Linked DNA regions of Mus musculus: all the other regions are linked to region 3. Evidence: chromatin contacts called from public Hi-C data. All regions are on one chromosome and are shown on one strand. Each heading gives the region's core, a stretch centred on a gene start, on an enhancer-like site or on the middle of the called end of the contact. The rest is flanking DNA. Distances are from core to core; before and after follow the strand shown.

Evidence for each region. A called contact is a pair of places that touch in the nucleus more often than the background predicts.
Region 1: a Hi-C map of the N1E-115 cell line shows a contact between it and region 3, with 6 times the contacts expected there. The contact joins two enhancer-like sites. A contact is called at or near these places in 1 of 484 Hi-C or Micro-C datasets (the N1E-115 cell line), 1 of 115 datasets of contacts at active chromatin or transcription factors (T-cell acute lymphoblastic leukemia) and 1 of 9 other capture datasets (embryonic stem cells).
Region 2: a Hi-C map of the N1E-115 cell line shows a contact between it and region 3, with 6 times the contacts expected there. The contact joins two enhancer-like sites. A contact is called at or near these places in 1 of 39 promoter capture datasets (hippocampal neurons) and 2 of 484 Hi-C or Micro-C datasets (the N1E-115 cell line and olfactory sensory neurons).
Region 4: a Hi-C map of the N1E-115 cell line shows a contact between it and region 3, with 4 times the contacts expected there. The contact joins two enhancer-like sites. A contact is called at or near these places in 2 of 484 Hi-C or Micro-C datasets (the N1E-115 cell line and liver) and 1 of 115 datasets of contacts at active chromatin or transcription factors (embryonic fibroblasts).

The regions. Positions count from the first base shown.
Region 1 is chr1:62,637,220-62,642,994 of GRCm38.p6, reverse strand. It overlaps Pard3b (par-3 family cell polarity regulator beta), which reads right to left. Exons shown (of 23, transcript NM_001081050.2): 23 at 711-5,429. The coding sequence ends at 5,072. Among named protein-coding and RNA genes, the nearest start is that of Nrp2, 63 kb to the left of the region's middle. Within about 2 kb of position 3,729, at least 18 of the 459 cell types and tissues checked have an H3K27ac peak or open chromatin away from gene starts, as enhancers often do. A contact at or near this core is called in the N1E-115 cell line, where this site is marked.
Region 2 is chr1:62,504,054-62,510,101 of GRCm38.p6, reverse strand. The region is part of intron 20 of Pard3b (par-3 family cell polarity regulator beta); the gene reads right to left. Among named protein-coding and RNA genes, the nearest start is that of Gm34881, 19 kb to the left of the region's middle. Within about 2 kb of position 4,616, at least 7 of the 459 cell types and tissues checked have an H3K27ac peak or open chromatin away from gene starts, as enhancers often do. A contact at or near this core is called in the N1E-115 cell line, where this site is marked.
Region 3 is chr1:61,922,811-61,928,890 of GRCm38.p6, reverse strand. All of the region lies in intron 2 of Pard3b (par-3 family cell polarity regulator beta), which reads right to left. Among named protein-coding and RNA genes, the nearest start is that of Pard3bos1, 61 kb to the right of the region's middle. Within about 2 kb of position 1,265, at least 19 of the 459 cell types and tissues checked have an H3K27ac peak or open chromatin away from gene starts, as enhancers often do. A contact at or near this core is called in the N1E-115 cell line, where this site is marked.
Region 4 is chr1:62,546,360-62,552,136 of GRCm38.p6, reverse strand. The region is part of intron 21 of Pard3b (par-3 family cell polarity regulator beta); the gene reads right to left. Among named protein-coding and RNA genes, the nearest start is that of Gm34881, 23 kb to the right of the region's middle. Within about 2 kb of position 2,971, at least 28 of the 459 cell types and tissues checked have an H3K27ac peak or open chromatin away from gene starts, as enhancers often do. A contact at or near this core is called in the N1E-115 cell line, where this site is marked.

The sequences.
Region 1 (5,775 bases), core at 2,480-4,979, 710 kb before region 3:
AAAGATGACTTTGTGTAGATGAGGTGAGAATGATTCTAGAAAGAGAGGGGTAACTGGTGTTGAATGATGTTGTGGCTACCATGATAGGCAGCTTTGATCTCCCTCCACAAAGGGATGATTTTCTCAGCTGTTATAAAAAAACTAACCAAAGATGGTTCCAGAGGCCGGGACCCAACTGAAGAAAACTGCCTGACCCTCTGTCTTTTCTTTCTTGGGGTAGCCATGAGGCATGGAAGCCAACTAACTCACTCTTGCCTAGGGAAGCTTCGAGAGTCCACTGTCCTCCAGAGTTCCCAGTAGACTTGGCTAGTGTCAGTACTGGGAGCACACTGCAGTTCAGCTTCTCTCTCTCCAATCTTGTCTGCATGCAGCAGATAGATGCCCCTTTGCCCTGTTGCTGTTCTTGGGTGTTGCTGTAGAGCTACTCAACTATTAGAGCAGTGGTTCTCAAACCTGTAGGTCTCAAACCCATTGACAACCCTTTTGTTTTCAAAAAAAATTATATTATGATACATAATACTAGCAAAATTACAGTTATCAGATAACCATGAAATAATTTTATGGTTGGAGGTCACCACATGTATTTCGGGGTCACAGCACAGGGAGGTTGAGAACCATTGTATTAGATGTTGCTGCTGTGGGGGTGGGGTGGGGGGCAGATCTAGCTCATCATTCATCAGGTTCCCCAAACAAATCAAGACACTGATATCTCACTGACTGAATAAAGCTTTATTTTAATGCAAAATAAAACATGAAAAATTTATATACTCATATACAATAACATCCAAAATGTCTTCGGTGATATAAACGGGATTATCTTTAAAAAGTTTGTAAAGAATTCACTCTCCGTCCCCATATGCCAAAGTATGATTTCACATAATTTATCTTTAGAACATATGAACAGATGACTTGGTAATCATAAAAGAACAGGAAAGACGAGAGAAAGCGAGGGTATAAACAACAGGTTTTGTTTTATGTTCCAGTAGTAAATAGCTTTGCAGATGGAACGGAACACTTTCTGAAGAGCAGATCAAGAGATGGGCTCAAAGAGTCTGTGGGAATGGTTCACTTCTCAATCTGAGCTTAGTAGCCAACCCCAACTTTTAAAAGCCAGGCTGTGGGCGACTGCATGGCTATTTAAGGAAAGGAGGAAGAAAGAGTTGCACCTGGAAGCCACAGTTGCATGTGAGAGTCCTGGCTTATTTTAGATCTCTATTTTTCCTCCTTTCTATCGGAAAGGTGACTCTGTAGGGATATCTTATGAAGAATTTTCTGTCTCACTGTAGCCTTGTTTCCACCCTAAGTTGGCATGAACTGAGGCAGCAGAGGAACACTATTATGGACTTTTCTGAATGGAACACCCTCCTGCCTAATTGCATTAAACTTGGACTTTCTGTTCACATGGACCCAGGAAGCACTGGGACGTCTACCCAATTTAACGCCAGTTTGAAAGCTGCTCACAGTGGATCTCAGTGTTCAGTGCTGATGGGAATTCTCAGACACACATTCCTGTATCAACCACTTTCCAATTCCTTCCACGGGCCTGAAATTCTATAACATTGCTCAAACACTAAACAGAAAACAAACGAAAACAAATGCAGGTGATTTCCAGTGAGGGGAAAAGTAATCACTCTTTTTAGGTTTGGTCTCTCTGTGGACCAGGGAACAGAGAAATCAGCTCTCTGATCTTCCTGAAGTTGCAGGAGGATTTCCTTCACAAGGTAGGTTTAGCTTTAAAAGGAAAAAAAAAATCAAGGCAGTGGGTCTTATTTTAATTTTATTCTGTTGGTAGCAGAAATGAGGCTCCACAAAGCCTCCAAGGCTCCGCTTCTCTACAATGCTATTGAATTCATCAGCCTTTTGCTCCATGTGGCCCTGTGGGTTCCACATAGATGTTCTGAAAGTTGAAGAATAATGAGTTTCGGGTTTATTTTTTTCCTCTCAGCTTTGTTTGCTATGAAATAATGATTGAAGGAAAGGTTCCTTTGTTTGTCTGCTGACTTGGCCCTGTGGGGAAACAGTGTTAAGCCCACTGGGATCATGCCTCAGTCCAGGTGCGTGGTGGACCAGTGAGGCAGCGTTCTCTCTCGTGAGGAAGGCTGAATTCTTTAGAGTAAAGGGTTTTCAGTGAGTTTCCTCTCTCATACCTTTCTAGCTATACAAAAAGGGGGTGGAGGAGGTGGCGAGGAGAGGGCCCACGAGGCTGGATGGCCCGGCAGCACGTTTGTAGCTCCTGTTAAAAACCCTTTCTCTGTTATAGAGCTCCCAGCTACAGAGAGATACCCTAGTGAGTTTTCCCAAGGCTGTAAATATACTGGTAGCTATTCCCTTCTCCTGGGGACCTGCTGATCATAGCCTGGACTTCCAGATAACCATATGCTCTCCCGGAGCCCTGGAAAATGGTCTCGTAGCCTTGGAGGGGAGACAGTTGGAGGGATGTTACACAGGCATTGATAAAGCTTACTGCCCCAGCTTTTCTTAACCATTGCTTGGCTTGCTGTAGCCTCTGTCACAGATATAATGTTAGTTCTTTAGGGCAGAATCAGATGCAGTGAGTGCTATACTTTAAGCAAGAACAGAAAGCTGTTGTCTATTTTTTTTTGTTCTCTTTAATAATACCTTTGGACTTTTGTGTGCTTCTCAGGATTAGCAACGATTGTGTTGACTGTGTACAACACAAAGCCAAGGTCTGGAGAAGCTTTTCTGTAGCCTTTGTGTAGGGGTGCTGTGCACCTAGGGCGAACATGCTGGAGCTGGAAACGTGAGCCAAGCAGCCATCCTCAAGGGCCAACCCCTCTGCAGCACAGCACTGTCACCTACCCCTTGCCAGCCTGCAAGTGGCCCAGCCTCCTTGCAAGGGGAAACTTGTGCCTTGGATAAAATCAGTGCTTCACAGAAATTTGAGTAAAATATAGAACACACTGAAGAGTAATTTTCTTTTTTAAATGCAGGGTCTCATTATATGATCTCAAACTCACCCGATAGTCCAGGCTAGCCCGCACCTTGAAGCCTTCCTGCTTTGGCTTCCTGATACTATGTGGTACTATGTGGCTTCTAGGCTCATAGTACCTTCCTGGTTTATGAGTTGATTTAATGCTCTGGCCTCCTGCACTGCATTTTTCCCTCATTGTAACATTTGTCTCAAAGGAAAGGCCATTTCCAGCATGGTGGCCAGGGAACCTTCAGGGCAGCCACAAGACCTTGTTGATCAGAGCCTGGGACCCTCCACTCCATGGAACAAATTACGTATGATGTAAGGTTGCTGGCTGAAGAGAGATGGAAGAGGACAGAAAGCAACTTGACAGTCTATAATTCAGAGGGCCACAGTAATTGTGGTTTAGATAATGATCTCTCCTAAGTCCAGCAAATGACGCTATTTACGTCGAAAACCAGCAATTGCATCATTGCTGGCCACAAAAGTATTTCAAATTAAAAAAGGAAAAAAGAATTGGGCCAAATGGCTACTCTATGGCTTCTAGAACACTACAATTCAGTAAAACCTATTGGTCAATGGTATTCTACTCTCAGCCAAAATATGTCTATATTGAACTAAAGACTTTTTTGGAGGGGTGAAGAAGGAACGTGAAAGGTTTAAAGTATGTATCAGTCGCTGAGAAAGCCAGAATGCCGGGCCGTTTCTTGCTGTTTCTCAGTCTTGTGCACGTGTTCTTGTCTTGGTCACACAGGAAGCTTCAGATGCTGTGCTGTATAAGAAAGTTCAAAGGAAGCAAGGGTGGCTTTTCAGCTTCTTACGTCAGAATGCTTTTCCTTTAAATCAGGTGGAGACCTTAGCTGTGCCCTGACATTTGGTAATGAGATAGAGCAGATGCAGACTGATTTAATCTTACCATCATCTCCCTTTACTTCCCTGCCTGACTCCTCCCGCATTAAACATCCAGAAGGCGATTTTATCTTCTCTTCTCCATGCTGGTAATCACATGCTTGTGCGTGCGCACGAGTGCACTCATGCGTGCACACACACACACACACACACACACACACACACACACACACACACACTTTCATCTACTTGCTGTTCCAGGGGCAGATGGGTACTGTTTGGCACTTGGTCTGGAACTGACATCCCTAGGACATTGCTCTCGGTGTGTCCTGACCAGCAGGCTCTGTTTTGTTTACCCACCCCACTCATAGGTATCCTTTAGCCCTTTAGTGGAAGTCTAAAATAATTATAGGCATTTGAGGAGGACTCTGAAAGGAGCTATCTCCAAGCAAGCATGCCAGGGACCAGGAGGGGGAAAGCAAGGACCATGGGACAATCAACCTTCTTCATCTGTTCACTGTGGTTCTTGGAATGAACGCCCTTCTGGAAGCTCTGAGCAGCTCACATCCTCCCAGGACACTAATACTGCATTCAAATTCAAATTACTGTCTTTTTATATCAAAAGCAAGGAAGTGCAAAAGGCTGGTAACAAGTAGTACCAGGAACCCAGGCTAGACTACAAATAAGGAAATACAGTCTTCCTTTGGGTCGAACGTTTCCAAGAGGTCACTAGTCATGTACGCGGTTGCTTTGTTCTCAGTGAATATCTGCAGCCTCTCTGCTCTGCCACTCTATAGGTCTCACACCTCAAAGTATAGGGCTGAGTCTCTAAATGGGTGACTGGGCCTGACAAAGAGAGACTTTTACCTCTGTGCTATTGCTTGTACTATATGTGTGTGTGTGTGTGTGTGTGTGTGTGTGTGTGTGTGTGTGTGTGTGGTGGGGTGGGGGTTGTATGTAGCGCTGGCTTTCCAGCCAGGGGCTACTATAGTATAGCTCCATTGATTGTTAATCAGTTGTCATTCTCACCGAATCAACCAATCCTGCAAGCCTTTCAAGTATCAGGAAGTACTGTTTTCATGACTGCATCCTTCTTCCATTTTGAATCTACATCCTCAAACCCCCGTCCCTCTTTTCTCTTCTGATTAGCAGTTAGGCCACGCATCCTCAGGAAGCAAGAGCCACTCTGTACCACGGAACACCTTAGCCCAGAGAAGGCCTTAGGTTCTAGCAACGGCAAAGATTATTGTTGGATGTCCTCTTTGCTTGGCAGATCTCTGTGATGTTCAGCTATACCGCTGCAGTCATGGGATTCTTCTGCCTGGGATCCTGGTTACGATAGGGGTATTGGTCAGGGCTGCTCCCTCGGGGCCCTGCTCTGCCCATCTCCTGGTAGACCGGTACTCGCTGGTGCTGAGGTGGTGAAGGAGGAACATCTTGTCTGAAGGGCCCTTTGTGCTGATGGGCTGGTGGGGGTGGGTAGTACTGTGGGTATCGTAGATCTGTTGCCCTCAGATCTGGGGGGCGGGGATAGCTCCCCCTTGGGGCATGTACAGGATGAGGCCCTGGGTAGTATGGAAGCTCTCTGTCATTGTAGCGCCCTCGGGGTGAAGCTGTCAGGTAGTCCACGGGATCTGCTGAGCCTCCCCTAGAAAGGAAAGCAGAGATACGTGTCAGGAGCTATGGAGCTGCTACCCTCAGCTGAAGAGCGCATGCTTCTGCCTTGACTGCAGTTGGCTGTGGCCACACCCTCAGCCTAGATAAGGGTATACTAGAAGTAGTGATGTGTACCCTTAGACACTGGGAGAGAGGACTCTCTTCTTCTTTGCCATCTTAGATGTCAAGGTGAAAACCATGGGTGGAGGAAGGGCAACTAGGCTGTCAGAACTCAGGCCCTTGGCACCACATGGCACTATGTAAACAGGACTGCTTATATCACATTGCGGCATGAGAAGAAACAGCTTCCTATATTGCTTATATCCTTTTATATATTT
Region 2 (6,048 bases), core at 3,367-5,866, 580 kb before region 3:
TTTGACAACAAACTCTGACATGGATTGACCTATAAAGACAAAGCTGAGTACCGTTTACGGTGTTTGAATTAAAGGAGGTGAACGAGGACACAATTCGAAGCTTGTCAAATGTCAGACTACAAGGATCAATTCTCCCTCCTGATGGCTGATACACATCGGTCCTGGGATTGAAAAGTCGCAACAGACTGTTTGAAAGAATTCTTTCATGGCTACCTGTCTATCATAGGCCATGGTTCAATTTCAGAGTTTTCTGTTGCCCTGCTATAAACTATATACAACTTTTCATAATGTCAGCTGTAAACTCAAATTATATTTTTTTCCTTACCCCATACCACACAAAGGCTCCTATAAGTAAACTCCTAGAGGGTAGGGGACAAGGGCAGGGGACATGTCTGTCTGAAACTTCATTATATTTTAATAGATGCTCACCAGGTTCTAGACTGGAGGGCCTGGGAGGGGAATAGGGCTTCCCTGAAAATAGCCACAAAGATGTCTATATTTCTTTATTTCACAATTCATGTCTTTACTTGATAGGTTTTGACATTTACTATCACATGAAAGGACTGTCCTTTAATCTGTTTTTTTTTAAAAAAATACATTTCCCTAAAAGCAAATGAAATACATATTAGTGTAACTTCTGATATTAATTAGAATAAGGCACAAAATCACAGCCAAAACCATGCATGTATCTGTACACATATATGCACATACACATCTCCTGAAGCTTCAGAGAAATCTTATCATCCAGGTTTCATGCCACACAGAGAAGATGACAGAAGTAAATGAAAGATATTTTCATGTATGAATTTGTGGAGATTTTCGGGCAAATGTCCTAATTTTAGACAGCTAAGGTGAGGGATAAAGTCACCTGCTGGGGTGAGCGCAGGTAATTTTGGTGTGAACACATGGACACTAGAGTTCTCAAAGAGATCAGCACAGAGGTGTGAAGAGAGTCATAAAAGTGAAGCTCACTGGAGATGGCAATGACATTAAACATCCACTGAAAAAACCAAGTTGAAGGTACTTTGAAGAGAAGGGAGGGAGGATAGGCCACTGCTGGGCAGGGATGCTTTGACACCATAGAGCGCCAGAGGAAAGGCAGAGCAACCTGAACTTGTATTTTGCTTCCATTAAAGAATTGTAGAACCATATAATTTTGGAGCTGGAAGAAATTCTGGGATCACTTAGTCACACCCCTCTGTCTTTGTAGACAAGGGAAGATGCAGAGATACATTAAGTGACTCATCTGACATCTCTGTCAAGGGAAGACAGAAGAGAGGCAGGAAAGAATAGTGAGAGAAGGAAAAATACACAGCCCAATGCACTTTAAAGCCATCTGTGTCTCTGGGGCTTCCACATGACATCCAGGATGCTGAGAGCTGAAAGGCATGGCACTCGAAGCTCAGTGATCCTTGGAAATTATAGATATGGGCCCAGATGCTGCAGAAGAGCAAGTGATGGTCAAAACTTTAAAATGAAGAAAGCAGACTATAGAAAAATCTAAAGGGCACTATGCTTAATGCTTACAGCAAATCCAAATTCTCTTGAAAGTAGAGGTGGTTGCTTTGAGATGGTTAGCTGGAATTAGTAACAAATACAAAGTGTGGGAATAAGATCTAGGAGATACAGTTGCTAAGAGAAGCACTTTCTTTTGATGCATCATCAGACCTGACTGAGTGTAGCTTTTGAACAGTTAAATACTACCTTTATTCCTTAGGAGGCTTTTGAAGCACAGCTTTGATGGAGGAACTGTTGCCTGCTGTGACCTCGGGAAGTCCTTTATCTAGAAGAACTTGGATAGGAAGTGTTTTCTGGCAGAATAGGAATGGGATATTTTGCTTCAATACTGAGAATTAAGAGTAACTAACCCCTGGGATTACTGACATAAAGAATAAGCAAATGAGAGCCCAGGCAACTGGCAAGAAATTAGGTTAGCTGGGAGGAAATGGCTAGTTTAAAGGCAGCAGGGGGTAACAGCTTGACGTTCGTGCAGCTAAGAGTGGAGTTGTTTGGCTTCTCTTCCACCCAATATATTGAGTTATTGAATATCTAATTTAAGAATTGTACTAGGACCAGAAGTAAGGTACAGTGCTTGCTGGGAAATCTGAGCAGAGGCAAGTAACCGTTGATTCTATTCATCACGATCCTTATTTGGTTGAAGTCACCATTACCATCCCAGATGGGTAGCACATCAGAACCAGGCCCTGAGTAACATGAGGACCCAACCCACAGAGAACAGACACAGGGAAAACATGGCACCGTGGAATGTATAAGGGCAACAGTCTTGAGTTGTACTGCAAAAGTTGACATCATAATAAATTGAGAGACTAGCAGGAGTTTGAGCATAAGAACGAGGAGAAATATACTTTGAGAAGCATTTTAACGAAGAATTTCATGCAGGAAATGGGTTATATTCCCTACTGCAATCATTGTAGTGATCAAATGGAAGGAACCCAGCCCAGATTCATTCAGCCTGGCCAAGGGAAAGCACAGTGGACCAGAAAAGCCTTCAGGAGAACATTAGACCCAAGAGCGAGAGCTAACTCATGCTCTCTGGAATGCACACACAGAGAGCATTAACTACTTTCAACCCTGGTCCTTATAAGCAGATAGGGAGACAGGAATCTCAAGTCCACCTTGCCTCCCTGGTGTTTCATATGGTGATGCTTCCTACATAAAACAACAGTAATAATATGGAAAAATAAACTCAACCCTAGGAAAGTGAATTCTGTGTCTGTTTGTTTTTTAACTTCTGCACATCTTGAGAAGGTGATCAATTTACTAGGATCTAGATATATGGAAAAAAGAAAAGTCTACACATGGCACCTCCCTCTCTACAGAAGGATGGATTATCTACTGCTAAGGAGAGAGAGGTCTCCAGCTAAATGAGAATCACGTTTGTATTCTACTGTTGTAATTAGTCACTTGTGATGTATGCACATAGCTATCATGCCTTCAGATGCAGAGATTTGCATGTACTTCGTCCTGGAAAGACCATCCTTTTTCCTGTGTCCCAAGCAAGGAAAAGCTAGATCCTCTATTCTCTCTCTCTCTCTCTCTCTCTCTCTCTCTCTCTCTCTCTCTCACACACACACACACACACACACACACACACACACACCAGCAAAGCAAAGATCCAGCTGGGATAAAATCAGACCTGGGCCTGTGGTAGTTCAGCCCATTTTAGGTTGCCTCTCTGTGCAGTGGCTGGCACTTGAGGTGGGGGCACTTCTTCTTAAAGGGACATGGTAGGGCTGGCAATTACCTGCTTCCTGGAATCAGAATGAGTCCTTAGATGTTATATAGGTCTAAAACATACACTAGGTTTTGTGAACCCAACATGTAAATATGTAAAAATGAATGTAACATAGTCTTGAAACAGTTTTGCATATATCTTGAAAACATATTGGTTTAGATTAAATATATCAAAAATTACTCAGCTTTTTTTTTTAAAAGAGAGAGTATTAAAATGTTAAATTACAAATGTGGTTTCTGTTGTATTTCAAGTGAGGCCTGATCTGAGGGCAGACAACCTCACAGTCTGAGTGGAGTGGCTGTGATTTAGAATTTGAATGTTTCATCCACAGAAGGAAGTCTCACTAATTGTAATTCAGTGGTGATAATCAATACACTGATCTGCAATCTCAGCCACACAAAAGAAAAACAAAACACCAAAAGCATCATGCGCTCTCTTCTCATTGGGTAACCAATGGTTTTAGTGGTGGTGTTTTGTTGCTGCTTAAGAAGGAACCAAATATTTCAATCCACAACATTGGCATTTAATGAAACCTATGGAAAACGAATAGCTTAGACAGAGGCCCTGAGATTATTTCGAATGTAAGTCAATGAGAATGATACTATTTGGGCTGGAGAGATAGCTCAGCCATTAAAGGTTAGGCTCACAACCAAAAATATAAGAGAATGATACTGTTTATTGGAGAAGTTGAGTTAGCATTTACTTAAAAATAACACCAAGTCACAAAATTAGGGCAAAGTGCATTATTCTAAGGTAATGCTAAATCAAATGATGCTAAACAGAGCCAGCGAGTTTCATTTGAATGGGGTGTGATGGAAAAAAGAGATGCATTCTATTGATAAAACTTCTCTGGGAAGGCTTCTAGAGGTTTGGGAAAGAAATTCAAATCTATACCCGTCCAACTGTGGAGACAGAGCATGTTGCTGAGGTGCAAGAGCCTTCTCGATGCAGCCTCGGGTCAGTGTAGACACACACACAGATGCCAACAGTAAATACAAACATGGCAAGAGAAGGCTCGCCCACCTGCCCTTTCAGGAAGCAGCACCGCCAGCCTCAGGAACATCGGAGTTTGTACTGAAATGAGGTTGCTCGCCATCTCCTTGACAGGAGGGAATGACAGCTGACACTTGGAAGATTAGAACTAAATTTGCTGCATATTTATTTTGACTGGTTTTGAAAATCTGTATCAGCTAAGGTTTGCCTTACATTGGTTGGAACCCCGGGCAGCAATGTCACCTGGTGTTTATTAGACACGCAGAACTCGGGCAGGCCTGGAATCACAGTCTCTCTCCCGCAAACAATCCCCAGGTGGTCTGTATCCATCCGGTGGAAAAGAGAAGCTCACCGGGCAGCTAAGCGCCCTCCTCAGAAGCAGACTTCCTTGTTCTAGCTGCTCAGGTTCTGTGTGGAAAACCCCACGGAGGCCCACCACCTTCTGCCCCCCTCTTGGCTCATGGAAAGAGCATGGGGTGCAGGGATGCTGGCTGGAGGCATCTTTCAACTGTCACTGGTCAATTAATGCAGCTTTTAGCTGCAATTATTGGACATCACCCTCCCCAGATGCTTCTGGGATTGGCAGACAGGAGGGTTTGCTCCCAGCCTTCGAGGGGGCAGGCTTCCTTTCTCTAAGAAGTACCTATTTTCTTTCCTTTTGCATCATTCTATTTTTACGAGAATGGAAAAGCTTTGAATTATCCGTTTTTCTAAAGTGAACCTCGACTGCATCTCTGAAAGCAGGATGTATTTGCCACTCAGCTGCCCATAATTGTAGCAAGAGCTGACCTGGGGGATATTATGCAGCAGAGGGCTATTACTTTACACAAGGAAAGGGTTTTTTGTGTGTCTGTGTGGTTTTTCCCCCGGGGGGAGGGGCTCTTTATACACCGAGAAGAAAAGATTCCAGATAATAAGATGGAATTTTAGAAAAGAAAAATAATTTTTCAAAAGAACTCAAAAGTCCACATGGTACAGTAGTTAAGTGTTGAGGCTCTGAAGTTGGTATAACTGGGTAGAGTCTGGTCTGCCTATGACACTGGGGTAGCCCCCACCCTCTGCATCCCACCTTCCTCATTTGCATGTCTAGGTTTAGCCAGCAAAGGTGCTTGTGAGCAAGCGTGAGGACCCGAGTTTAATTTCTGGGACCCACACGGTGGAAGGAAAAAACTGTAAGTCAGACATGTTGAACCCAGAGCAGACAGGTGTGGCCTTGTCCATGGCTCCTGGCTTTTGGGTGGTTTCATGCCTCATGGGTCTTTCACTGGTTGAACAAACCCAAAAATGGTTGTAGAAATGGAAACCAATCAACTTCTTAGCTAGGAGGGAGTTAAACTCTGGTACAGGCTCTGTTGGGGGAAGACCCAGGATTTCCAACTCTGGGAAACTTTTGAACAGGACACAATTAGCTGCCTGGGCTGGGTGATTTGGGTTTGATGCTTAGAAACAGGGAACTGGCCTGAACGAAATGTAAAAGTTCAGTATACGTTAATGCTAATGCTTTGTCCTTGGGCAGAACCAACATCCTTGCAGTTTAGAGGCAAGTAGACATTGGATTCTCCCACCCTGAGATCGATTTCTCATTCCACCCCCTGGCTGCCTGCAGTTATATTTGCCACCACTGGGATTTACACATTTATATTTCTGCCTCTCCCCCACTAGGCTGTGTTGCCTCTGAGGCTGGGACACAGACATTGCACAGGAGGCACTAATGGGTCAGTACAGGATACTTCGTTTGCTGGATGGATGGAGGAGTATTTAAAGGAGCCTTTGATGTCCTAATCACCAACCCCTAAGTA
Region 3 (6,080 bases), core at 16-2,515:
AGGAAGAATAGAGAGACTCAATTTAAGCTTCCACTGTGTTTTGTAGTCTTACCCTGTTTCTGCTTGTATGCTCAACATTTTTTCTGTATTAGTGGATAGTAACGTGTCAATTAACAAAGTCTAATAAGAATTTAAAGAATTTATATAATTATATACCTAAGTTTTACTGCTTTGTCTAAGATCATTGTCAGCTCCTATAAAAACTTTTCATTAAAAAAGGCAATTTCTTCAGTCCTTTGATGGGGCGTAATTAGCTTTTCTGACATATCAAAGTCACCTTGCAACACTAACTCTATGCTGTAACACAGAGCCAGGTGTGCTGGCACATGACATTTTCTTTACGGTGCCAACAGAACCATTGATGGGTGCCTCTGTAGTTTTATATCTGACAGTAGGTGCGAGTAAATAACATTTTTATTTAAAACAACTATAATGCACAGTGATAATGAAGAGCAGAGGCAGCTTTTTCATTTACAACCTGTCTATAAATTTCGGCAGGAAATTGAAACTAATTTAATATGCTCAGTCTGAGGAAGTTACCCGGTTCTAAGAACAAACATGCCATAGTTAAATTGCTGTAGCCAGGGTAACTCTCACTGAAATGAACAAAGCTGCAGGGGAGGGCTCCTAACTGGCGCCTCTGAACTGACATGTAGTATTTTCAAGGCATGGGTGGCAGCACGGAGCTTTTCTGTCTACACAGGGACTCCAGTTATCCCATTACTAAGTGTATGCTCTACTGCTGTCCCTGCATCTCAGGGAATAAAAAAATTACCACTGTTTATTCTGTGTCAATTCAGAAACTCAGTATAGATTGAGCCTTCAGGAAACCCTGGCATTGTGGGTGATAGTGCTGAGTGTGGTCTGTTTTCCTTAAATAAACTCACTCTGCAGAATGTCTGTAACAGTGAGCTTTGATTTTCATATTTGGGTCTGCAAATTAAGTACATTTCAGTTAAGTCTTCAGACAATATCAGGCAGAGGCTTCTACTGGTAATACACATTTTAATACAATTTAAATTTTAATAGGAGCACGATGTGAGGGAGAACCACAGAGAGCTAGCAGACTCTGAGTGTCCAGAGGCCTCTGGCCTTGAGAGCAGGATCAACCCAGAAATGAGGAAATAGCTCCCGTGAGGCAAAGCTGAAGGTTGGGGAAGGGTCTAAGCAACTCAGATGGATGGGCTAGCCTGGCCCTAACCTTTAAGCCTGTGTTTGCTAAGGCTTAGTATGACCTTAAGTGAGAGGAGACAGAGAGCAAACATGAAAGCAGAACCCTTCACTCATTCAACAAATACTTCATCTACAGAAACACATTTCAAATTCCACAATGAAAAGCAGAAGGGAAAAAGTTGGTTTTCACCACAAAGTGTTCTATACAGTCTACTTTTAGAAAATATTTGCATTTAAACTAGCTGCACACAACATTTACCAACTGGATTCAGTTGTAACCATTATGTATTTAAAGAGGGCTCTGTGAAAGGTCCCCTGGGTTATTCTATGTCAGGAGACAAAAGACTGAAGCTACATTTAATGTCTTTAATGTAATTATTTCATGAACTTTGTACCAGTTTCCATTTACAAGCTCTGCCTGACAAGAGACAGGAAAGTACCCACTGCCTCTGAGACTGAAGCCAGTGTCTTACAACAGCCCCACTGCAATTATCCCCAAGCTAGAGGGCACTTTCCTCTTCACTTTAGGCCTCAGAAAGCTTTGGAGGCCAGGGAAAGGGTAGTCCTAAAATCTAACTGAAGATCCTGTCAAGGGCTTTGAAGACAATGTAGGTGGTCACTCAACCCCCAGTGAGACCCTGGAGGATTCTCTCTGGACAGGTTTTTCCTGGTCACTCTGCAGGGGAGTCCTTGGTGAATGAGGTGTTCACAAGCTAAAGATGTGCTCTGTGGCTCATAGAAGGCGCCCCCTTTTTAAATCTCACTTTAAAACTGTCAGACTCAATCCTCTTTTTATATACCTCCAGTAAGATGTGATTAACTTTGTACAAATGGTAATGAGGGTGAGGGGTTGGAGGTAAAGCACTTGTTTAGCATGTAGGCTGGGTTCCACACAAACACTGGTAAAAACCAAACCAAGCTAAACAGAAGCTCTTCTAAATGGATCAAGAATTTCTCTGTGAATCAAACTTCCCCAAGAGACCATTGAGAAGGCAACACCAGGAGGAGATGTGCCCTCTTGAAGCCCAGTGCACACACAGACAAAGTCAATACAGAAGACATAACATTCTGCAACATTTAAAAAAGTATGACTGGGAACAGAGGATAATGGTTATTGGGACTAAGGCTCCTGCTTGAGGCAAACAGTAATGTACAGATAGGGTCACACTGCTTAATGATTTAAAGTGGATCTGGAATAAACCAGCTGCTTATGAATGGATTACGAGGGCTGGAGAAATGGCTCACTGGGCTGGAGAAATGGCTCACTGGGTTAAGGCACGAGCTGCCTAAACCTGGTAATCTGAGTTTGAGCTCCAGGCCCAATGTGGTGGAAGGAGACAACCAACTCCAACAATTTGTCTTCTTTCATGACCACACACATACACACACAAGCAAGTAAATAAATAAGTAAACAAACAAATAAATAATTGGAATTTTGAAAGAGGAAAGAGAAAAGCACTGCGTATAGGTAGGAAGGTATTCTGAAGAGTGAAGAGTGAATAGAAACACAGATCCAAGAGTCAGATGGGAATCCCGTTTCTCCTTTTACTAGCTGCATGATCTCAAACCAGGGGCCCTGGCTCTCTGAGCCCATTTCCTTGTCTGCTAAAATGGGTCTAACAGCTTGTAACTGCATTTTATTGCTGCAAGGATGGAATGGCATCCAAGTGTTCTATAGGGAAAAAGTCAAAGCATGAAGCCTAGTAAAATTGTGTGTGAAGGAGGAGCAGGGCAGCTTCAGCAAGAGCTGGACCCTGAAGCGTGTCAGTTTGTGGATACATGCTCCTTATCCGTGCTTCATCCACTCGGTCTTCTGAGTGCAAGATCCCTGTTTATCCAGTACATAATTACAAGATTCCTATAAAGTGAGCACAATGACCTCATCAAAGTCAGCACATGACCTTCACCGGCTGTCCCAACAGCTAGTACACAGGGTGACATCAGTCTGGGCATATTCCACAGGATTCTAACGCATGGAAAGACAAAGGACCAAAGCTGTACAGCTGGCTCAGTACAGAGCTGGGGAGGGAAGCAAAACAACCATCCACAAAAACAATAACAGCATTTCCTCTCATTGTGATACATTTCCACATTGTTAGATATATGTTCTATACTATATTATGGATCTAATCATACCTACCTGTAATAATCTATACGTATAAAATTTTGCAGGTGAATGTGAAATAATTTCCATGTGTTCCTTTTTGATCACTTGCTGTGTTATCAAGATGTCTGAGATTACTTTTAGAAGAAGAAGAAAAAGAGAACAAAAATAACTACACTTCTAATAACAAAAATATTTAACCTGGTTTGAAGTCAACACTGTTTTCTGGTTTTGTTGTGGTCTGGGGAATTTTTATTTTCATTTCTTTTTTGAGCAGCTCCCAAACAAATGATAATTACAAAACTGCAATTATCTGTCCATTTTAATGACTGTGTTAAAAGTCCACACTCTCTTGAAAAGGAAAGGGCAAGAAGGCTTTCCAGTGGCATTTGTCTCCTAACACCACAAGAAGGCATTGTATGCATTTACAGAAGATCTTGTAGCTCCATCTAGCTCCAGCAGACGGAACTTGGGGAATATAGAATTACACCCTACAGAGAGAATAGAACAGAGGAGGGAAATCGGGACAGGCCAACAAGAAACTACACAAGAACCAAGTTTGTGAGTGCAGGGAATTTGTCAATTAACACTGATTAAAAAGAATACTCATTAGTTAATTGACAGTTGATTTTTTCTAAATAAAGAAGTCAGTCCTGTCATCATTCCTTGCCTTTTAGCATCTCATTTTTTAAAAATAGGACCCATAATGTGAGGCGGGATCCAAACTGAACATTTTCTTCCCACTGAAATGTTCTTCCTCCTCACACATTTAAGCACTGAGTTCTGCCTAGAGCTCCAGAAAACCAAGAAGTACCTTCTTAAAGTGAAAGTGATGGATGAAGCAGGAGCTGTTGCAGAAATACCCCATGGTTGGTGTTTTTTGATTTGAACGTAGCTTGTTTTACATTGTTTATAGCCTACAGTAAATCAAACAGAACAGCTTACAAATTGCTCCAAAGGGGTGTAATTTAAAATATAATTACAAATTCATGAAAAACCTATAAATATATCTTTAATCTGAAAATACAAAAATAAACAGTAAAATACTAAGTGATTAGTTAGGAAAATAACTATGGGCCTAAAATTAAGATACAGAGGAAGTATATACACTTGCAAGAGAGAACTTTTTCAAGTCAATTCCCATCAGATTCTGTATCAGCACATTAAGCGGGGATTTACAGCTGATAGTGTGAAATGAAATGACAACGTAATTCCTGTGTTTTGTTACAATGTCTGCAAACATTTTTAAATGTTTTAATAGTAGAAAGCTAATCTTCCATTTCTCTAAATGTCATTTGATGTTGTAAAGATCAAAACAAACCCCCATAATCCCTGTAGCCAAAACAAATGGGTATTTAATTCAGTTTAACTAGATTCCGGTTAAATATTAAGGAGCATTGTGTCCACATCCTTCCTTCCTTTGAGACAGTCATTTTGAACTTCACTTTCCTCAACTGGCGTGCAGTTGCACATTGCTTTCATAGAGCACAGGAGCATGCCGCCTGTTTTGTTGTTCTTGAAAATGCTTCAACTTAACGATTAATCTCCAAGATTTAGCAAATGACTCCAACCAGGATGGTTCTGGCTTGAAATCCCTACACTGAGCACTACCCTCATATGTGGGACAGAATTAAGACCACATACCTCCTGGCTTAATGAGAGGATCAAAAGTCTAGTTCTAGGCTAGATCTTCCCAGACTGTCAGCCCCTCCCTGTCCTGCTATGTCAAAGCCTACTGGGCAAGCTCTGTAGAAGCCTCCAGGAGAACCCTGAGAAGCATTCAGATGAATTAAGCAGCAGCATCTTTTACCTTCAGCTAGGGATACTCTGAGTTATAGTTACAGTAAGAGGTATTTTGGTAGTTATCCAGTTAATTGTCATGCTTTACACTTTATTTGGCCTGGAGCCTGACAATATACTTAACTTCCTTGCTTCCCAAAGTAAGAGGGCTTTCTCTGCCACCCCAGGCAAGGTGCTCATTTGAGGAGACTTGCAAGTGAGAACAAGGAAAAGAGAGAGAAAGAGAAATGACAAAATGCCACCAACAGAAAACAGAAGCTGTGTTCTAACAGCATGGCCAGGAAATTGTAGGAAGAGTTGGAGGGGTGAGGTCGAGGGCCCGGCACCCCACTCTCATCTGAGCTGTAGTCTTATCAGTATGTGTCCTGATAAACAATGGCAAATAGAACAGAAAAAGGGACAAAGGGAGACTGATCATTTATAGCCCTCATGAAAACAGGAACATATCCTGGTGTTTATATTGAAAATATCACACATACACACACACATACTCTCTCTCTCTCTCTCTCTCTCTCTCTGTCACACACACACACACACACACACACACACACACACACACACACACACAAACACACCTTTACATATCCCACATACTTGTATAGAAGGGAGGGACTAGAAAGTTTAGGGTAAGAATAAGATTCAATGCCTACATATGTTTGCTTTTTCTCACTATTTTCAGACTTTTTTGATCCTAGGGAAGAAAAATGTTAGTCATCCCCATGCTCACTCCAGTGCTACATAACTGGATAAAAGAATCAGAGCCAATATCAGCAAACTCCCTGCATTAAAAAGAAGACCTCATACTGCATCAAAGAAGTTATCAGACTATTTTGTTGTCTTATGTTTTTAGACACTCCTAAATATATATATATATTTATATATATATATATTAGTTTTAATAGCTGCCTGGTTCAGCTTGATTTATTTTATTTTATTTTTTATTAATTTAGGTATTTTCTTCATTTACATTTCCAATGCTACCCCAAAAGTCCCCCAAACCCTC
Region 4 (5,777 bases), core at 1,722-4,221, 620 kb before region 3:
CATACATATGAGGGGGGAGGGAGAGAGAGGGGGAAAGATAGAGAGAGAAGGGGAGAGCAGAGAGACAGAGGGGAGAGGGGGAAAGAGGGAAAGAGGGAGAGAGGGAGAGAGGGAAAAGAGAGGGGGAGGGAAGGGGAAGGGAAGAGAAGGAGGGGAAGAGAGAGAGGGACAGAGAGAGAGGCAGAGGGAGGGAGGGAGGGAGGGAGAGTGAAAGCGAGAGCGAGAGAGAGAAAATATGAATCTTTCATCGCTTTTGGAGAGTTTGGATGCTGTAGTTGTTGGGCACAATGTACGTTTTCATAGGCATTCATACATCACTCAGTATTCATTGGGCGAATAACCCGAATAACCAACAAAGGATTGAAGAACTGCAAGACGCATGTTTTGCACATGTGCTGCTCCAGTTTTGCTGCCTGAGTCAGGGAGCCAAGTGAGTCAGAGATGACACAGAGCAGCTAAATCATTTGAAAAGTGATTCACAGACTTTCCCTCAGTCTTGAAAGTCGGAAAGGGAATAATTCCTCAGTGACCTGTAGTCACCACATCATACCCTGTCCTTTAGGATCCTTCCCTAGAATGAATGGGAAGGGTGACATGTCAGCCTAGCTGTATAATTCAGTGGTACTAACTTCTGTATGTTTTCATAAACAAAATTAGCATTGTGATTTCAAGGCTCACAATGAAACAGTGTTGGATGAGAGACCTGGGAGAGCTGTAAAGTCACAGATGCTGATGTGTATCACAGCTTTATTCAAAAGTCACCATAGTCACTGGGGGGAATGGCAATTGCCTTAGCCATGGCATTGGCTGTGATACCCACGGCCATCACTTCAGGGTTTTCTCTGATTCCGTATCTTTCCTATGAATCCAAAAGGCAGGCTTTCTATAAATTTTCTTTTTCCCACCATAACATCAGAATAGTTGATATTAAATAAGAACCAAATGTTGTAAAACTTCAGAATGGTTATGACGCCAACGTTTTTTTTTTTTTTTTTTTTTTTTTTTAAAGAAATTACAAGATGGCCACGGTTGTGACCCAAGTGACTTATAGTTAGGAAGACGCCATGACCTACAAGTTCTGCACTGCTGTCAACTTGAAGGGCTGCAAACACCAGTTAGATGGATTTTCATATCTTTTACTCTAAACATCATCTTCTCCTTTTAATTTAGTACCCAAAGTTTATTTTAGGCCTTTTCAGTTCTGTTAAAACAAAACACATCCAACTGATTTTAAACAGCTTTGAGGACTGTTTAGGCAATCTGGAATTCATAGGAGTTTCTGCTATGGTCCCTCCTATATTACATAAAATGGTCATTTCTCCCATTGCAGTAGAAGAAAAGAATGTTATTATTGAGAAGTTGGAATTTTGGGTTTTCAGCATGATCCAACACAAACGGTTGTGGTTTGGGGGAACTTAACTTCTTCTAAACTCGACATCCTGAACTGGAATTAATTGCTCATTAGAGGCAGAAAGGGTTCTTTTTTCACTTGAGTGTAAGTGTAGCATAGAGGGTTTTTTTTTTTTTTTGACATATTATGGAAAAATAATGTGGTTCTGAGCTTTCATTTTTCTGCTTTTTTCTCTATTTAGGTTTGGGTTAGAGCCCGGAGATGGCTAACTTATTTGATTACAACATAAAAAGAATGATTTCGTTTAGACTTTTAAAGGGAACTGAAAAAATAATACCAAACGTGGGTTTTGGTTCAGTCCTGTTGGGTTCCAAAGCAAACTAGGAATGATGAAGAGTCGTTCAGCAGAGGAAGAGAAACAGTTTTGACAGTGTTTAAATATGAGTGCTTAAAGACAGGGGAAACAGGAAATCTTTCCCTTTCTCCCTGCCCCTTACATAAAAAGTATCTAAAGAGCTGCCAGGGGCTGGACTCTCCTTTTCATCTCTTTGCTCTGGGAGTTAGCCCACATTTGAAAATCAGCTTGGTCAATGATTGTGTGGTGATGGAGCAAAGTCTTAGTTTAATCATTTATACAATAGCGTTAAAGATGTCTACATCACAGCATCTTTGTTTGAGATATGCTGTACAAAACTAGGTTGAGTAGGCATTGAATAAACGATGTCATTGTTATCAATAATCTGGTATTGTTTAATTCATTAAGCAATAATCTGTATGTATCTCTTTGGTTTGCACCCTCACTCTTTGGTCGGCCTGCAGTTGATATTTCTTTGCTTTGGGGTTTTTGCAGAGCTGAAAGCAGAAGCTACTTGAAGTCAACTTTCTGCTGGCCTTTGATTTTTGCATAAGCTCGTTAAAGAGATTAGGGGTGCCCTAGGGTCAAAGATGAAAGGCATAGTCCTTAGGAAGAAAAGTATATGTGTGGGAGAGAGGAAAATAGATATTGACCTTTGGAGCAATGGAATTTGCCAAAATACTGCTTACTAACCAAGCTGACAGTCGCCTCCTGAAGTCATCATGTGTCTCTCCAAGGTAGCACAGTGAGAGTGGCTGGAGGGCCTCCCACGATGCAGTGTGCACTGTATAGTGACCCAGAACTCCAGAATGAGCAGAGGTTAAAGACGGAAGATAATGACTAAGGAGACATGGTTGTCTAGCCAGTGGAATAAATGGCGTCTAAACACGTTGGCCTGTAAACCATTGGAAACATTTATGGAACACTTCCTACAATGTCAGAGACCACTCTAAGTGCTTCCCGTGCAATCATATACGTGATCCCATACTTACATGAAACAGCACCATCAGCAGATTGTTAAAGGAGACAGAAATGGCCCACACTTTCCCAGTTAGTAGTTGGCGTAACCTTGACACATACTCGGGCAATCACTTATGATCCTGATCTATTTACGATTAAATGCTCTGCTTGCCTGTTATGTTTCTAATCAGCACTGCTCAAGCAATTCTCACCATTTCTGTGTTAGAAAGACAGGATGAGTGGACAGAGCGGTTTAGGGTATCTGGCTTCCAGAGCAGATGGTCAGGCAGGGCTGATGAGTCATGGCCCCTGTTAGAATAACTGGTGTTATGGGATCCAGCAAGCAGATATAGAACAAAGGGCTTCCCTTGGAGGATGTGAGGAGCAGTTTACTGAAGAAATCAGTTCCATTTTCAGAATCAGATCACTGATCACAGGAAGCCGGTCAGACAGGGCCATGTGACAAAACATGGGCCCTACATACAAGGAGAAGTCTCAGGGGGAAAGCACAGGCTGGCAGAGAGGTGACAGAGTGACAGGGAACAGACCGAGCAGTCCATTGTGGGAGTGGCTTGTTCCAGTCAGTCTCCTAATCCTCCCTCCTATACTTCCTCTACACACCTGATGGGTCAAAATGGACTTCTGGGGGCAAACGCTGACAAAATGATAACTTCCTGGGGTGGGGCTGAGGTAAATTTGAGCACTGGACTTTGGAAGGAAAAGTGAAGCTTCAGTGGGGAGCCATGATAGAGGAAGTCAGGGACAATTAAAGGTCAAGGGAGACATTTACAGGCAGGGCCAGAAGAATATGCCAAACATGGATGTGTCCAGGAAAGGAGGAAGAAAATGTCCTTTTCTTCCTCTGACTCTGGAGGTCCCTACTGCTGCTCCAGCCAATGGCACTGTGATTAGCACAATGTTACTGAGTTTCAGTGGAAATTTGGATGCTGGTTTGGGAAGCCCCACAACCAATCTTTCCCCTACTCCCATGGGAAATCCATGTCTCCTTCTAAATTGCCAACTTCTAAACGAGTCTCGGCAACACAGTTTATTTCTGTGTTGGGGATTGCCTGTAAACATGTTGCCTCCTTTCAAGATGATTGATGCTATGGTTTAAAAGCTGGAGATTCACTCACATGTTATATATCCCAGCTTCACCCCCATACAGCGTGCACGGCAGTGTATTCCTGTGAAAGCAACATAGAAACATAAAGGGCTAAAGCCACCACCACCAACCACAAAAACCCTCAATTGCTTTTACTTCCTTTCCTCTGCAATTCCATCTCTTCTTGAAACCCAGGTGAGCAAGTTCCTGCCATTAAACTGGCATTTCATGTTTTGCCAGTGACTAGTTCAATCAAGCTTCAGGTCTCGCCAAAGCCACTTAACTCATGAGTGCAGTAGGTCCCCTCCTTCTCCTTGCTTTGACATCATTTATATTTTTCAGTGCAGTTGTTTTGGGCTCTGAGCGGAACAGTGATCTGCGGACACAGTCCACCATTGGGGTGGGAACTGTGCGTGGAGCCCCAGGGAGCCAATTCACCAAGCAGATAATGCATACTCCCTGAAAGGAACTTGAATCTCTACTGTCCCATAAAACCCCTATGTTAGGGTGATGCTCAGGGGGAAGTGCAGAACCTTTGAGAGGTGGGGGCCTGACTGGCGGTTCTTTGGTTACTGTGGTTGGGCCTCTGGTATGTACTGAGGTAGTCAAGGCACTGATCCTTCCCTTTGGTTTCCTGGCCATGTATTAAGCCATTTTGCTGTCCTACCCATTGTCTGCCATGATGTGGTAGCTCACCACAGGCTTAGAACGATGGGCCACACAGATTATGGGTGAAACTGTAATTCAGTTCTGTGAGCCCAGGTGACCCTTCTATTTTCGAAAGTTAGTCATTTTAGGTATTTTGTAGTGGTGACAAAAAGCTAGCTCTTTCTGTATACATAATGTTAACGGCTTTTTTTTATTCCATTTTATGGCTTCAAGATTTTAAAGGAATATATGCTTCTCAAAAATGAGTATGTTATTGTCTTAGTCAGGGTGGATGCTCACAGTCATCTTTAGGATGGAACACAGGGCCCCCAATAGAGAAGCTACAGAAAGCACCCAAGGAACTGAAGGGGTCTGCAACCCTTTAGGTGGAACAACAATATGAACTAACCAGTATCCCCAGAGCTCGTATCTCTAACTGCATATGTAGCAGAAGATGGCCTAGTTGGCCATCATTGGGAAGAGAGGCCCCTTGGTATTGCAAACTTTATATGCCTCAGTACAGGGCCAAGAAGTGGGAGTGAGTGGGTAGGGAAGCAGGGCCAGGGGAGGGTATAGGGAACTTTCAGGATAGCATTTGAAATGTAAATAAAGAAAATATCTAATTAAAAAAAAAAAAAACACCATGACCAAAAGGAACTTTTTATACTCCTATGTAACAGTCCATTGGTGGGGGAAGTCAGGGCTGGAACTCAAGGCAGGAGCCTGGAGGTGGGAACTGAAGCCGAAGCTGTAGAGAAAACCTATTTACCTGTTTGCTCCTAATGGCTGTTCAGACTGCTTTCTCATAGCACCTAGAACAACCAGCCTCGGTTGGGGGCACTGTACATAGTGAGCTAGGCCCTCGAACATTAGTCATTTTCCAAGAAAATCCACCCCAGGGTTTCCCATAGACTAATCTGGTAGGGACATTTTCTTAGTTAAAGTTCCTCCTTCAAAAATGACTCCAGCTCATGTCAAGCTGACATAAAAGTAGCCAGTGCAGTTATAAAGACATATGAGCAACCCTGTGTAAAGAAAGCACGCATGCTTAGTTATTTCAAAGGATTCTATTGCTTCTTAGATTTAACTCTTAGATTTAAGGTTAACCAAAATGTCACATTCTTCAGGTAATTATAAAGCCACAAGTCTGGTAATTTCAGACGAATAGCTCAGAAATATTGTTTGAGTCCTTGGATAGATCAAAGGTACAAGATTAGTAGACAAAAGAAAGCATCCTTTTCTTTTTATGTAGCAAAGAAGAACAGCAAATTTGGGGTTGCTGATGGCCTCATGCTCTCTAGTTATAAACAGGAAAAATACATTAGATCCTTTAAAATGTAAGATAGTAAAGTTTATAT